3 separate regions of the Mus musculus genome follow, and regions 2 and 3 are each linked to region 1. The links are chromatin contacts, called in public HiChIP or PLAC-seq maps. All regions are on one chromosome and are shown on one strand. Each heading gives the region's core, a stretch centred on a gene start, on an enhancer-like site or on the middle of the called end of the contact. The rest is flanking DNA. Distances are from core to core; before and after follow the strand shown.

Region 1 (4,214 bases), core at 431-2,930:
TTCCGTTGCTTTAGTTACCTCTTCTCAGGTTTATGCATCTGTCTCTTCCTCAGAGTTCAGGGCAAATCTCTGTCACCTGACTACTTCCCAGAATTTCTCTCTCTCTGACTCACTCTCTCTCTCTCTCTCTCTCTCTCTGCTGGAAGTCCCACCTCCTATTTCCTGCCTCAGCTTATTGGCCATAGGCTTTTTGATTGACGGGTGATGCTTCCATGCAGCGCAAGAGATTCTCCTTACACTGGATTTGACTAATTCCAAGCTTGGTGTAGACAAGGAGTCTTGTAGCATAAATCACCCTGCTCAGTCAACAGTATGTCGGTGAAATTCCTCCATACTGCTGTGCATATTTTCTACCCTCAATGATTTTTGTCTTTTTATAGGACTTGAGAGTGAACCCAGGGCCTGGTGCACATAAGGCAAACAGTCTCTCCTCTCAGCTGTATTCCCACCCCTACTTGCGGCTTTGATCTATTCAAAACAATGCAGACACAAACACAGTAGCACCTGCTCTTTGGACTTATGGTCACACTATAGGATTAAGAGTGATAAGAAAGGCAGGGTATGTGATTAGGCGTGATTAGGCAGATGTGCCAAGAGTGACAGCCCAGCCTTCCATGCTCTGAGCTGGTGTTTCTTGTTCCCTTAACCTTTCCGGGGTGGGGTGGTGTTGTGATTGTCTGAGCTGATAATCATGTTGGTTGTTTGTGAATGTGTGAGGCTTTTCACTGCTGTGATAATTACGCGTGAGAAGCAGTGTAAAGGAAGGATTTGTCTTCAGACTTGGTTTCAGACCGTTCCATGCTTCTTAGCTGTGAAGATTAAGCCGGCAGAGCTCCCAGGGAACCACAGTCGTGAGTTCAGTGTCTTATCACTAGGCGCGTTCTTTCTTCATTTGACTCCCTGTTTCTCTTTGCATTGGAGCAACGTGCTAGCACAGGGCGGATATTCCAAAGGCCTAGCCCTACCCATTGTTTCTGGTACCGGAAGAGTAAATCAATCATGAGGGTTAGAAAAAACAATGCTTAAGGAAAGAACATATTCCAAGTGGAGGAAAAGGGGGATAGGCAGGAGGAGAGGGGAACCTGGCATTCAGAACTAAAAACTCAGAATAGCAACCACAGAAAACATAAGTGAATTGTTAAATATTTCCTAGTTGGAAGTACCTTTTTGAGCTTGGTGTGTGTGATGTGTGTTCACACGAAATGACTAACAGGGCATGGAAACCTTTCCCGATCACAGACTGCCTTATATATATCTAACGGAGTCTTCACATTTTCAAAGAGACTTCTGTGTATCCTTATGTACACAATGCTTTGCATGAGTGGGCTGGGGGGGGGAGCACCTATCTGAGGTGCTAGGCTCCCAAGTACTAGGTGAACAATGCTAGCTCCCTCCTGACCGTCAAACCTAAAGCAGATGCTGTGTCTCCCAGCCCCTGTGCTTTGTCCCTTCCCCTGTGGTGTGCTGCTGAAGACAGAGCAGTGCATCGAAGGATTCAGGGACAGAGGTCACAGCAGGCTGGGACATCTGGGACATGGAGCCACCTTAGCCCTCCCCTCCTCCTCCCTAAACAGGGCCAGATAAACCCCCACACATATCTGTGAGTCATGTAAACCTCCTTGGGTCCATGAGTTCCCCAAGCCACACCTGGTGTGGACAGCTGGTTGGCTCTGAGGAGGGAGAGTCAGAATAGAGCAGAGCAGGTGCGAGCCACAGGAGAAGGTTGAAGGAGAACTGGAAAGGACAGCCAGGCTCAGCGAGAACAGCACTCTCTGGGAACTGCAGCAGCCGCTTAGAGACAGTGCTAGAAGCTCAGTTACATTGTATCCTCCAGACTCAATGCAGTCGCTAACTTTTAAGAACTGTGGCCTCTTGTGCTGGTCCCACACAAGACTGGCCCAGCAATAATTAGTCATGGAAGGCAAAGGGGCTCATAGACCTGACTCTGCGGCTGAGCTACTGGCCTTTGATAGATTCTGGAAGAGGAGAAGTCGCTGTCTTTACTGTGTGTGTGAACTGTTGAGCCCACTCACAGCACTGCAGACACATTGTTGCTGTTGTTTTTATCTTAGTGGATATTTCTATGGGAGCAAAGCTTTGCTCAAGGTTAAACCCCAGCTCCCAAAACAAAGCCAGACTTGACCAATCAATGCTTATAGGATGGAAGAAACTGCATTAACTTTGAAAGGATGGAAGTTCATAGCTTTAGCTGATGACAAGCAGTGCAATGTCAACATCACTGAGCCTAGCCAGAAGGGTTTGTAAGTTAGACATTCCAGCCTGCAAGCTATTTTCAAACGTGGTGGCTAAATGTGCTTCCATGGAACTGGTATAACTATGTGAACAATCCTTGAATTTTGATGTTGTTGATGAGTATACTCTGTGGGTGTATTTAGAGTTATATTTTTCATATTTTAGATAAGGTAACATGTCATGTGTGCATCTGTCTGTCTGTCTCTCTCTCTGTGTATGTCTGTGTGTGTACTGGTTAGTTTTTGTCAACTTGACCAAGAACTTCCACAACTGGGAAGAAGAAATGTCAATTGAAGACTTGCCTCCCTCAGATTGACCTGCAGGCTTGCGTGTCTGCTTCAGCTTCTGCCTCCAGGTTCCTGCATGGCGTCCCTACCATGGCTTCCCTGACAGACAATGGACTTTGCCTGTACGATGCAATAACCCCACCCCACCCAAATTCCTCTTGGTCAGCGTCTTATCACAGCAACAGGAAGGCAAACTGGGGCTCTCTAAAGTGTGTCAAGACGGTCATGGTGATACACACCTGTAATCTCAGCACTGGGGAAGCCGAGGGAGGTTGAGACTAGTCTGGACCAATCACAAATAACAAGAAAACAGAGAGACGTAACTCATGTATGGACTATAGTGACACAGCTGGACAAAGCTGGGGACACTGTGTGAAGTTTAGGAAGGATGTTAACTTCTTGTGACTACGACAGTCGAGCCAGGATGAGTCCTGATGAATGAGTCCCACCCCCCCACCCCACCCCCCCAACCCCTGCCATAGGAACTATTCTTGAAATTTAGATCCACAGCCCTCGTTAGTAGTGCAAAGGGGTGCCTGGTGGCTGTCCTGTTGTATTTATATAGTCAGGAAGCAGAGAGAGAGAGAGAGAGAGAGAGAGAGAGAGAGAGAGAGATGATCAGCTCACTTTCTTCTTTTCTCCCTTTTCATTCAGGCCAGGCCCCCCAGACTCGTCTCCCTATTCCAGTTAAACCTCTCTGGAAACACTCTCCGACACACAACACAGGTGTTTCTCCTGAGCACACCTAAATCCAGTTCAGATGAAGGATAATCAATAAAGTACAGGACAGGGTCTTGTAGCACAGAGCCATGTCTCTTTATCTGAAGCAGTTGAAAGTCCAGAGTGGAGAGCACAGAGACCATGCACACAGCTGTAATTGCCGTGGCTCTGTCGGCATTTGTATTCCTGTAACTCCAGCACTCAACACTTCATAGGAGCCCAAGGGATGCCTATCAAACTGAAAAGCCTTCGCCTTAGGTCTGAAGGCAGCCCCTCTCTATACTCAGGCTTTGCTGTGGGTGCTGTGTGATTCACTGAGATGCTAAGATCTTCCCGAATCTAACTTTGCTTGGGCTCTGCTCACCTGTGGGGAGGAATTCTTCTCCCCCCCCCACCAAGTTCCTCATTTCTCATTTTAGCCTCTTCAAATGTATTCTAGTTCCAGGAGAAGCCAGAGTTGATTGCAGAAAACTATAAAGAATCCATTTCTTTGCTTGTTTTCCTTTCTGGGCACTCTTGATGAAGAAGCCTGACTTAGCTACATGTATATCAGGATCCTAAGTGGATGGCACAGCTGGGAACAGAGGCCATGAGACAACGGATAGACCACTGAGAAACTGAGTGATTCGGAACACCTCGAGCAGAGAGCCAGAGATGGTGTGAATACAGATGATGAACAGCAGCCAACAGAATGTTTTCTGTAGCAAAGGGTTTTGAGTCTTATATTCTGGCCATTGATTTAGAAAGATAAATATATATATATATATATATATATATATATATATATATTCCTTGATGGATGCCTAGGTTGATACCATAACTTGGCTTTTGCGAGTGGCCAGTAGTACTGAGACTCATAAAATTTCTTTCAAGTACATCATGTACTTTGATGAACTTATCTATCTCTATATAAATGCAGCTGGTTTATGGACCTGTATAAAGTCATTGAAAAAA
Region 2 (4,214 bases), core at 985-3,484, 600 kb before region 1:
AGGGAGCCTGGTTAGGACTCCATGAGCACACCATAGAAGGTACTGGAAGAAAAACAGCTCTTTCCCTCTAAGGTGGCCTCAGTGGCTGGGAGTACCTCCAACTAGCTTGTAAAACTGCTGGATCCCATTACTGGCTGGAAGGTGACTCTCTCAGCCATTGTGAGGCCTGGTCTTCACGTAACTGTTTTATGTCCCAGATGCTCTGCTCTGAATGGGGACTTGTGAACCATGTAACTTCCGTGTCTCTTTGGGAATTCCTGGAGGAAGCTGAGAGAGGAAGTTCATTTCCCTTCCTGGCTCCCTCAAACACTGTGAGACCAGCCCCCCTCCCCCCCACCACCACCACCGCAGAGGCTCACAGAGCACCCTGAGTCACACGCTAGCTGTTCTTCAAGCAGGCGCCTCTGGGAAGGATATCTGACTGCTCTGCTCTCCCCAGAAACCTGAATCACAGCATCTCCGGGGGCTGCTGGGAAATCCTGCCTGACAGTAAATCCGCTTTGTGTTTAACTGACCAGAACACAGGACTGATTTACTAGTTCAGAGCCCAAAGTGAGCTGATCTGCCTGAAAACTGATCTGGACGCAGGTCATCAGCCCAGGAAATGGAAGAAGTTGCCTGAAAGGCTAACAAATCTTCAGGGTTGAAATGATTCTCACTGCACGTCAGACATCCACTACTCCTTTATAGGCTTTGTAACTAAAATTTCACTCTCCACCCCATGCATGAGTGTATGTGTGTGCACACGTGTGCGCGTGCATGTGTGTGGTGTGTGTGTGTGTGTGTGTACACATGCACACATGTGCATGTGCAGTGCATATATAGGCCAGAAGGGAACTTTAAATCTCACTTGAGACAGAGTTTCTCATTGGCCTGGAGTTCTCCTAGCAGGCCAGGCTGGTGATGAGCCCCAGGAACACACGCCTGTCTCTGTCTCCTGAGTGTTGGGATTACAAGCTCACCTCAACAAACTTCACTGTGTGGGTTCTGGGATCAGAACCCGGGTCCCCAAACTTGCAGGGCAGGCACTTCATCGGCTGAGCCTTTGCTTGGTTTTTGCTTGGTTTTGTTTGGTTTTTGAGACATGCAGCCCAGGATGGTCTTGAACTTTGATTCTCCCTGCCTCTGTTTCCAGTTTCTGGGCTGACTGCCATGCACCACTAAGCTAGAGTGAGAGCTTCTGCTCTTCGTCCCATGAAAATTTGTCTACAAATGTTCTCCTTTGACAGACCCAAACCTTGAAGTTAACACTGCTCCCACATCACCTCTCATGGGCCATCCACCTTGTATTTCCTTTTTTGAGACCTGAGCCTCACCAAGTAGGCTGGGCTTCCCGGCCAGTGTGTGCCACCGATCCACCTCCCTCTGCCTCCTGAGTGCTGACACACCACTCCTGACTTTTGTATGTGGGTTCTGGGCCTCACACTCAGGGTCTTGTGTGTGTGTGGCAAGCGCTGTATCGACTGAGCCGTCTCCTCAGACCGTAGCTGCACCTGGCTTCCGAAGATGGGAAGCAGACAGAGACATTCCAGAAATAATCACCCGTTTTTTTGTTTTTGTTTTTGTTTTTGTTTTTTTGTTTTTGTTTTTTGTTTTTTTTTTGTTTTTTGTTTTTTGTTTTTTTTTTTTTTGTTTTGTTTTTTTTGCTTTATTCCAAGGAAGTGAAGACCTTGAGTTTGGAAAGACAGGGGTGGGGACAGCTGTGGTGAGACTGATGGGTGCTCAGAACAGGGAGATGTGGGGCTCCTCAGTGAACCCCACCAGCTGCCCTTTTGACAGCTCTCTTTGAGGATATTTATCCTCAAGCAAAGAGCGGTGTCACTGTTGGTTTGAAGATAAGTGTTTGCTGCATCAGGGTTAGAGACTTGGAAATTCTTGCCGGCTTTGATCACACAGAGGGGGGTGGGGGTGGGGGGATGGTCCCGGAGCAGGCCTTCCTGTGGTTTCTCCCACACCCTCTCTGAGGTGTGGTTTCTCAGTCTTTGTTGATCTCTCCTCGTCCTGGACTGGTCCTCATCCCGGGGTCTCACTCAGACACGTGGTTAAGAGGTGCTATTTCTCTCCAGGCCCCAGAGTTCCAGGAATAAAATTCCAAGCGGAAGCTGAGGCTTTGTGGCTGCACACACCCCCGGCTGCCACATGAGGGCACTCTCCATCCACTTGATTTCCCTCTGCAGCCTCTCAGAGGCTTCCCTTTATTTGTGCTGTCTTATGAAAGGGGAGTTGATCCCACATCAAAGCCCTCTCCCTGTTAGAAACCTCCCTCCCATCCCCCATCAGGCTGATGTCCTTTAGTGTCCTCTACAGCCAGTGAGCCTGTTACACTAACTTCTGTCCTAAGGCATCCCTCCCCACCCCCTTCCCACCCATCCCACAGTTGAGTCGGGAGCCTTGGGAAGGACAGGCAGAAAAGATAAGGTCTCCAGGGGGGCAGAAAACACTTGTTTTACAATCTGGTGAGGATAAGGAATTTCCGGCGATACTTTCTCTGTCACTGGGAGAAAGCAGCACTGGCCTTGGATTGTTCTTGCAGCTTCCCCAGATGGGTAGGACAACGTTAGGAACACAGGGACTCTAACCACTTTCCGTTTACCCCAGACCCAGCCCTGTCCCACCCAGCCCAGCAGAGATGCCAATTTGGAACAGAGCCTCATACTGTGTAACCCAGATTAGCCTCAGACTTCCAGCTATCCCCCTGCCTTAGTCACCCAAATGCTGGAATTCCAGGTTGGAGCCACCAGGGCCCAGCTCAGCTTCAGCCTCTTTGTTCCCTTCCGGGGCTGGTTCGTTCTTGTCACCCCTACACCACCAACCTCCCCCCTCATGTTTCTCTGAGTGCTCCAGCCTCTGCTTTGACCCTGAGGAGAACTAGTTGACCTGAGACCAACCCAGCCTCAGGCTGATGGAGACCTGGTGGTGTCACTGAGAAGGTCATTCCAGAGAGTGGGCTCTCTCCATCCCTCAGATGTTTCAGAGGAGGTGGGAACGTCCCTTGACATCCCTAATAAACAGTCCTGGAATAAATGTTTATTAATGCAGCAGAGAGCACTGGTCTCATGATCCTTTAATGCTGTAGCCGCCACAGCCTAGAGGAAGAGGATAGGCCCTGGAGGAGCAGCTCCATTTGAGGTACAGTCTTGCTAATCACAGGCTTGTCCCTCCAGGCTGCCCAGGAGCCAGCAGAGGTGACAGTGTGTGCTTGTGATAAGGGCCCAGCCACATCTAGTGAAAATAGTTCCTTGAGAGGGAAGCTGATCTGTTGTTTGAGTCTTTGTTAGATAATGATGAATGAATGCTGGACCTTCTTCACCATTGCAGTCGGAGCCAAGGCATTATCTATGGGAAGGCTGGCAGCCATCTTGCTACCTAACAGGGAGACTCAGGCCAAGTTCCTCATCAAGACGCAACAGCGAGACCAGAACCTCTTACTTACTTGTGCCTGACGTAGAGGCTCCATCAGGACGTTCTGTTCAGTCCGTTCTAGTTCCTACACCCCTAGGAAGGAAACGCCTGTCTCTCTCTCTCTCGGGCATAGAACCAAGGTGGCCAAGCCATGTGCTTTAAGCCGAGGCAGTCAGCAGTACAGCACTGGTTTGGATCCATTCCTGTTTATGACATAGTATTTTGCAATTAGAAGCATGCTTGCTAATGTGCAGGAACCGAGCCCAGAAGTAGTCCCTCCTTAGAGTACCACATCTTGGCAGGAAGCATCAGCAGGTGTGTATCTAGAAGAGCTGTTTCTAGCACCTTCTGTAGCAGTCAGCAGTAGAAGATCCATATACCTCTAGCTCCCCCATGTGTGGTGTGGTCCCCTTTCCTGCCCGTATGTCAGCCTGACCTCTCTCACCTGAAACGTAGCCTAGTTAGTTTCTTGGCTTCCATGCAGTTCTCACACAGCAAACTTCCGAGTCTCTGTCCTATCCAATCAAGGAGCCCCCATTTTGATCTTATCTCACTACAAGGTTCCAGAGCAGCGTCACTCAGTGCTGTCCATGTAAACAGAGTCGAAGTGAAAAGCTGTCCTGATAAATCCGGCGGGCCACTCCATCAGTGGGAGGTGTGGTGAGCTGATCAGCAGGGAGAGCGCTCACAAGGGAGCAGACATTCCGGAGAACATAGTGTGCTAGTGAGCCGTTCTCACGGCTGTGACCAAGAACCTGACAGCAGAGAGTTGACAGGGGGAGGATTGATTCCACCTCGTGGTATCAGAGGGA
Region 3 (4,214 bases), core at 628-3,127, 560 kb before region 1:
AAATCACATTACTTGGTTAAAGCATTAGTCTTCCCTGTGGACAACTATTTAGTGATTTTGAATGACGTAAACTCGTGCCAGAGAAAAACAGGAATAAGTTAACCATCTTTACAGCCAGAAAATGCTATCAATGGCAGACTTGTCCTCTGGGAGGGCTGGTGCTTTGCAAGTGTGAGGAATGAGAACAGGACCTAGACAGATTCCTCTAGGCTTCCAAATCAGATTTCATTTGCTAGAGACAATGCTAAGATAAGTCAAATCTTAAATCATTGTTTTTTCCTAGCTAGCTTTAACTGTCAGCCTGGCACAGCCCAGAAGGGAGAAGGGAGAAGGGAGAAGGGAGAAGGGAGAAGGGAGAAGGGAGTGTAGATTGAGGCCTTACCTAGATCAGATGGGCCTATGAGGCCATCTTTGGGGATTGCCTTGTTAATCAGCATAGGAAGGCTTGGCCCACTGTGGGCAGCAACATCCCCTAGGCAGGTGGTCTGGGACTGTACAAGAAAGCTAGCTAAGCATAAGCATGTAAGGGAGCTAGCAACAATGTTTCTTCAAGGTTTCTGCTTAACAGCATTGCTTCAGTTCCTTCTTAACTTCCCTCAATGGTGTGAGGGCAAGTCGCCCTAATCTAGGCTGCTTTCACTTTTGATCATAGTGAAAGAATTGGGTGGTGCGTTATCCCTTTAATTCCCCCCATGCTCACAGTACTCTGACTTACCAGAGAAAGTTCAGAACAGGCACACTGGGTGTATGACAGGAGAAGGTGTGGGGATCGTGGTCTTCCTGAACCACCCACTTTTCCACACCCATGGTCACACCCACCACACAGGGTTGGTGTTTGTATTCTCTTTATTGTTTCCACTGTCTGTGTCCAGCTTTACATGTTAACACAGGCATCCAGCTAGCAGCATGACAGGGAAGAGACAACACATTATTTCCATTTTAAAATCAATGAAAGAAAGCCAGGCGGGTGACACCTACAGTCCCAAACTGTGTGTACTGACTGAAGTAGCTGGGAAGCTGTAGTTGGTTGTTTGGTTTTGTTTGTCTGTTTGCTTATGGATCTGATGGTTGCATGGAAGTGTACAGCATGGTCCAAAATATAATGTGTGCAAGGCTTCTGTCTGGTATTTCCAGTTTGTATGTTGACCTCCAAAGCCACCCAGGACCTCGTAGAGACTGTTAGCATCAGTCCTGCTTTCTGAGACTCTGTGAGTTGGGGGGCTTTGGGAGGTCTGTGGGGACTCTGTATCCCATGAGTTTGTGGGAAGGAACCTTAGGCCTCTTATGTGTAGACATGTTTGTTCTCTCCATTGAAGTGCATGTATGTTAATCTACTAGCACCATACCTGCCTCCCTCTCCCTTAGACATCCCCAGTGGGATCCAGTGACTAAGCTAGTAGATGGTGCCATTGGGGTGTTCCAGGACACATGGGTCTGACATACAGAAGAGCAGTGTGGAGTGTTAGCATCCTGCCGCTGACTCGCCTGGCAAGCGCCTCCGAGGAAGCCACACAGAGCTGACCTCACAGCCAATCTTCTCTTTCTAGAAGGATGTCCTGAGATCAGACCTTGTCATCTGCTCAGCCGCTGCTGTGCTCTCCTTTGCAGTCAGTGCCAGCACTGTCTTCCTGTCCTTACGGGTAGGTGGCCCCAAGGCTCGGCTCTCCCTTGCTTGTTCTCTTGATAGGGGCTAGGCATGGAATGAGGGTACAGAGGGCAGAGGAGCCAGGGAAGAGGGTCAAAGAACACACACACAAAGAACTATGTCCACGAGGAGACTCGGGTAACCTCTTTGTGAGTCATCTCCTGTCCCTGGGGGAGTCGTTTTGTCCTTAAGAGTGATAGGACAATTTGTAATCTCGGACAGTTGTCATTGTGACAGGCTGGGAACAGACACCAGATCTCCCTCAGTAGAGAGAGAGGTCACTGTATCTGAGCTGAGCCACAGTGACACAAAGACCATTTGGAGATATATATACATATATATATATGAATATATATATATATATATATATTCATATACATATATATATTCATATACATATATATATTCATATACATATATATCTCCAAGGACTCTGCCTTACAGTTCTTACAGAATATTGTTGCCTTGTCACAAACATGGGACATTCATGGCCACATCTTCCCTGGACTGTTTTATCAACTGAGTGTGAGTGTGCTGTTCTCTACCTCTGAAAAAAAGTCTTAGGGTATGATACAGGGGACAGAATTCTCACAGTCTCTTCCAGGGGTCACTTCCCGACCCTGTTCTTAGCAGCTCTCAGCACATAGGTCTTCCTATGAGAGGAAAGAGGGTGGGGGCAGGCTCAGTCAGTACTCTGGTTGTCTTAGCAGCCTTCCAGCCAGCCTAGATTGTTCAGTGAATTCCAGGCCAGCGAGAGACTGTCTCAGAAAACAGAGATGATGAATGGCCCTTGAGGAATGACATCCAAGATTATCCCCTGACTTTCTCATGCATACACGTGTGTGCACACCTCTACATACATAAAATGCACAGGCCAAAAAAAAAAAAAAAGTGGGAGGGAAGGCCTGATGGCAGATGCCTACATCACTCACTCAAGAGTTGACTTTTGACCTCTCTGTCCTCTGCAGCCTTTTCTCAGCATCGTGCTCTTTGCCCTGGCGGGCACCGTGGGGCTCATCACCCACCATCTGCTCCCTCAGCTACGGAAGCACCACCCCTGGATGTGGATCTCACATCCTGTGCTCAGGAGCAAGGAGTACCAGCAGCGGGAGGCAAGAGGTCAGTGTCGTAGTCTCAGGGGGGACAGCAAAGCAGTGGGCACGCCTCTCATGGCACAGGGGCACAGCTCTGTGAGTGTGATCAGTGCCACGGTGCCTCACGCTTCAAAGGAAGCAGGGTTCACTGCGTGTTTGCCCATGTTACAAAGATGGAGTCTAGGCGATGCACAAAACAGGCTGCTCAGGTGGAATAGGAAAGAAAGTCTGTCAAATTAACTATGAAGTTCTGTTAGAATAGTCATTGCTTACTGATTCCATAGGGAAATTAGCATCCATTGCTCATGCTTGAAGGTTACAATTCTGGTTTATAGTGACTGGGCACTAAGGAGAGAACCACTTCATGCTTGACCACTAACTACCAGGCTCTGGATTCTTGAGTTTCTGTGAAAGAGCTTTGTATAGAGAGCAGCTGTGTCTACAGGGGTTGGTGTAGCAACTCCCATGGGAGAAATAGCCTGGTGCAAATGGCAACCTCAGAGCTTCATATAAAAAATACATTTCTCGGGAGGCAGAGGCAGGCGGATTTCTGAGTTCGAGGCCAGCCTGGACTACAGAGTGAGTTCCAGGACAGCCAGGGCTACACAGAGAAACCCTGTCTCGAAAAAACAAACAAACAAACAAACAAACAAAACCAAAAAACAAACAAACAAACAAACAATCCCAAAACATTTCTTCCGGAAGGTGGGGATGAGGCTTGGTTGGTGGAATCCTTGTCAAGCATGCAATAAAGAACATCAAAAAAACCCTATTGGTTTAATCCCTTGCACTGTGTAAATTGAATGGGTTGCACATGCCTGAAATCCCAGCACTTGGGAAGTGGATTTAGGAAGATCAGAAGTTCAGGGTCATCCTTAGCCACAGAGTTTGAGGATGGCCTGGGCAACATGACCTTTGCCTCTAAATAAAAACAGAATTTAGAAGTGTTAACTGGGTCCAACTCTGTAAGCACGTTTGCCCTGCATTTTCCTGCCCCATGCGTGAACAGATGGAAGAATGAATGACCTGCTCCTATTTTCAGACATTTAAAATGAATTCCCAGGAAATACTAAGGTGTTGAAATTGCCTAGAGCTGCTGGGTGCACACTGTCAGCTCATTCTGACCTGTTGGTTGCCGAGCATTCAGCTGTGCACCAGGTGGGCGGAGGCACCGAAGGACTCCGGGAGGCTCTGGATTCACCTAAGCGGCCTAAGGTGACAGGGGAGGTCAGGAAAAGTAATGAGAAGAGGGAAGGAAGAGGTGGTAAGGTCAGTGGTGGCACTGGTCAGTGGTGGCATCCAGCAATGAGAGCCTGTGGCAGGCAAGGGATGGCTCTGGCTGGGGGCAGAAGCTGCCTGGATTGCAAAGAGTACGAGATAGAGAAGGGGCAATGGGTGAAAAGTGTGTCTGAAACCTTTACCTTCGGAGAAGAAATGAACGCTCACAACCCAGGCTTCGGTTTCCACAGCTCCTC

Evidence for each region. HiChIP or PLAC-seq counts read pairs in DNA pulled down with a chosen protein or histone mark.
Region 2: an H3K27ac HiChIP or PLAC-seq map of extraembryonic endoderm stem cells shows a contact between it and region 1, with 6 times the contacts expected there. The contact joins two enhancer-like sites. A contact is called at or near these places in 3 of 15 datasets of contacts at CTCF or cohesin (embryonic stem cells, large pre-B cells and stem cell-derived epiblast-like cells), 3 of 484 Hi-C or Micro-C datasets (bone marrow-derived macrophages and embryonic stem cells), 5 of 115 datasets of contacts at active chromatin or transcription factors (embryonic basal ganglia, extraembryonic endoderm stem cells, fibro-adipogenic progenitors and 2 more) and 1 of 9 other capture datasets (embryonic stem cells).
Region 3: a contact with region 1 is called in an H3K27ac HiChIP or PLAC-seq map of extraembryonic endoderm stem cells. The contact joins two enhancer-like sites. A contact is called at or near these places in 1 of 484 Hi-C or Micro-C datasets (bone marrow-derived macrophages), 2 of 115 datasets of contacts at active chromatin or transcription factors (extraembryonic endoderm stem cells and trophoblast stem cells) and 2 of 9 other capture datasets (adipose tissue and embryonic stem cells).

What each region holds. Positions count from the first base shown.
Region 1 is chr8:125,269,012-125,273,225 of GRCm38.p6, reverse strand. No RefSeq gene overlaps it. Among named protein-coding and RNA genes, the nearest start is that of Gm30713, 110 kb to the left of the region's middle. Within about 2 kb of position 1,680, at least 28 of the 459 cell types and tissues checked have an H3K27ac peak or open chromatin away from gene starts, as enhancers often do. A contact at or near this core is called in extraembryonic endoderm stem cells, where this site is marked.
Region 2 is chr8:125,868,936-125,873,149 of GRCm38.p6, reverse strand. All of the region lies in intron 8 of Pcnx2 (pecanex homolog 2), which reads left to right. Among named protein-coding and RNA genes, the nearest start is that of Gm46061, 19 kb to the right of the region's middle. Within about 2 kb of position 2,234, at least 58 of the 459 cell types and tissues checked have an H3K27ac peak or open chromatin away from gene starts, as enhancers often do. A contact at or near this core is called in extraembryonic endoderm stem cells, where this site is marked.
Region 3 is chr8:125,825,469-125,829,682 of GRCm38.p6, reverse strand. It overlaps Pcnx2 (pecanex homolog 2), which reads left to right. Exons shown (of 34, transcript NM_175561.4): 18 at 1,548-1,640; 19 at 2,614-2,764. Among named protein-coding and RNA genes, the nearest start is that of Gm51603, 17 kb to the right of the region's middle. Within about 2 kb of position 1,877, at least 9 of the 459 cell types and tissues checked have an H3K27ac peak or open chromatin away from gene starts, as enhancers often do. A contact at or near this core is called in extraembryonic endoderm stem cells, where this site is marked.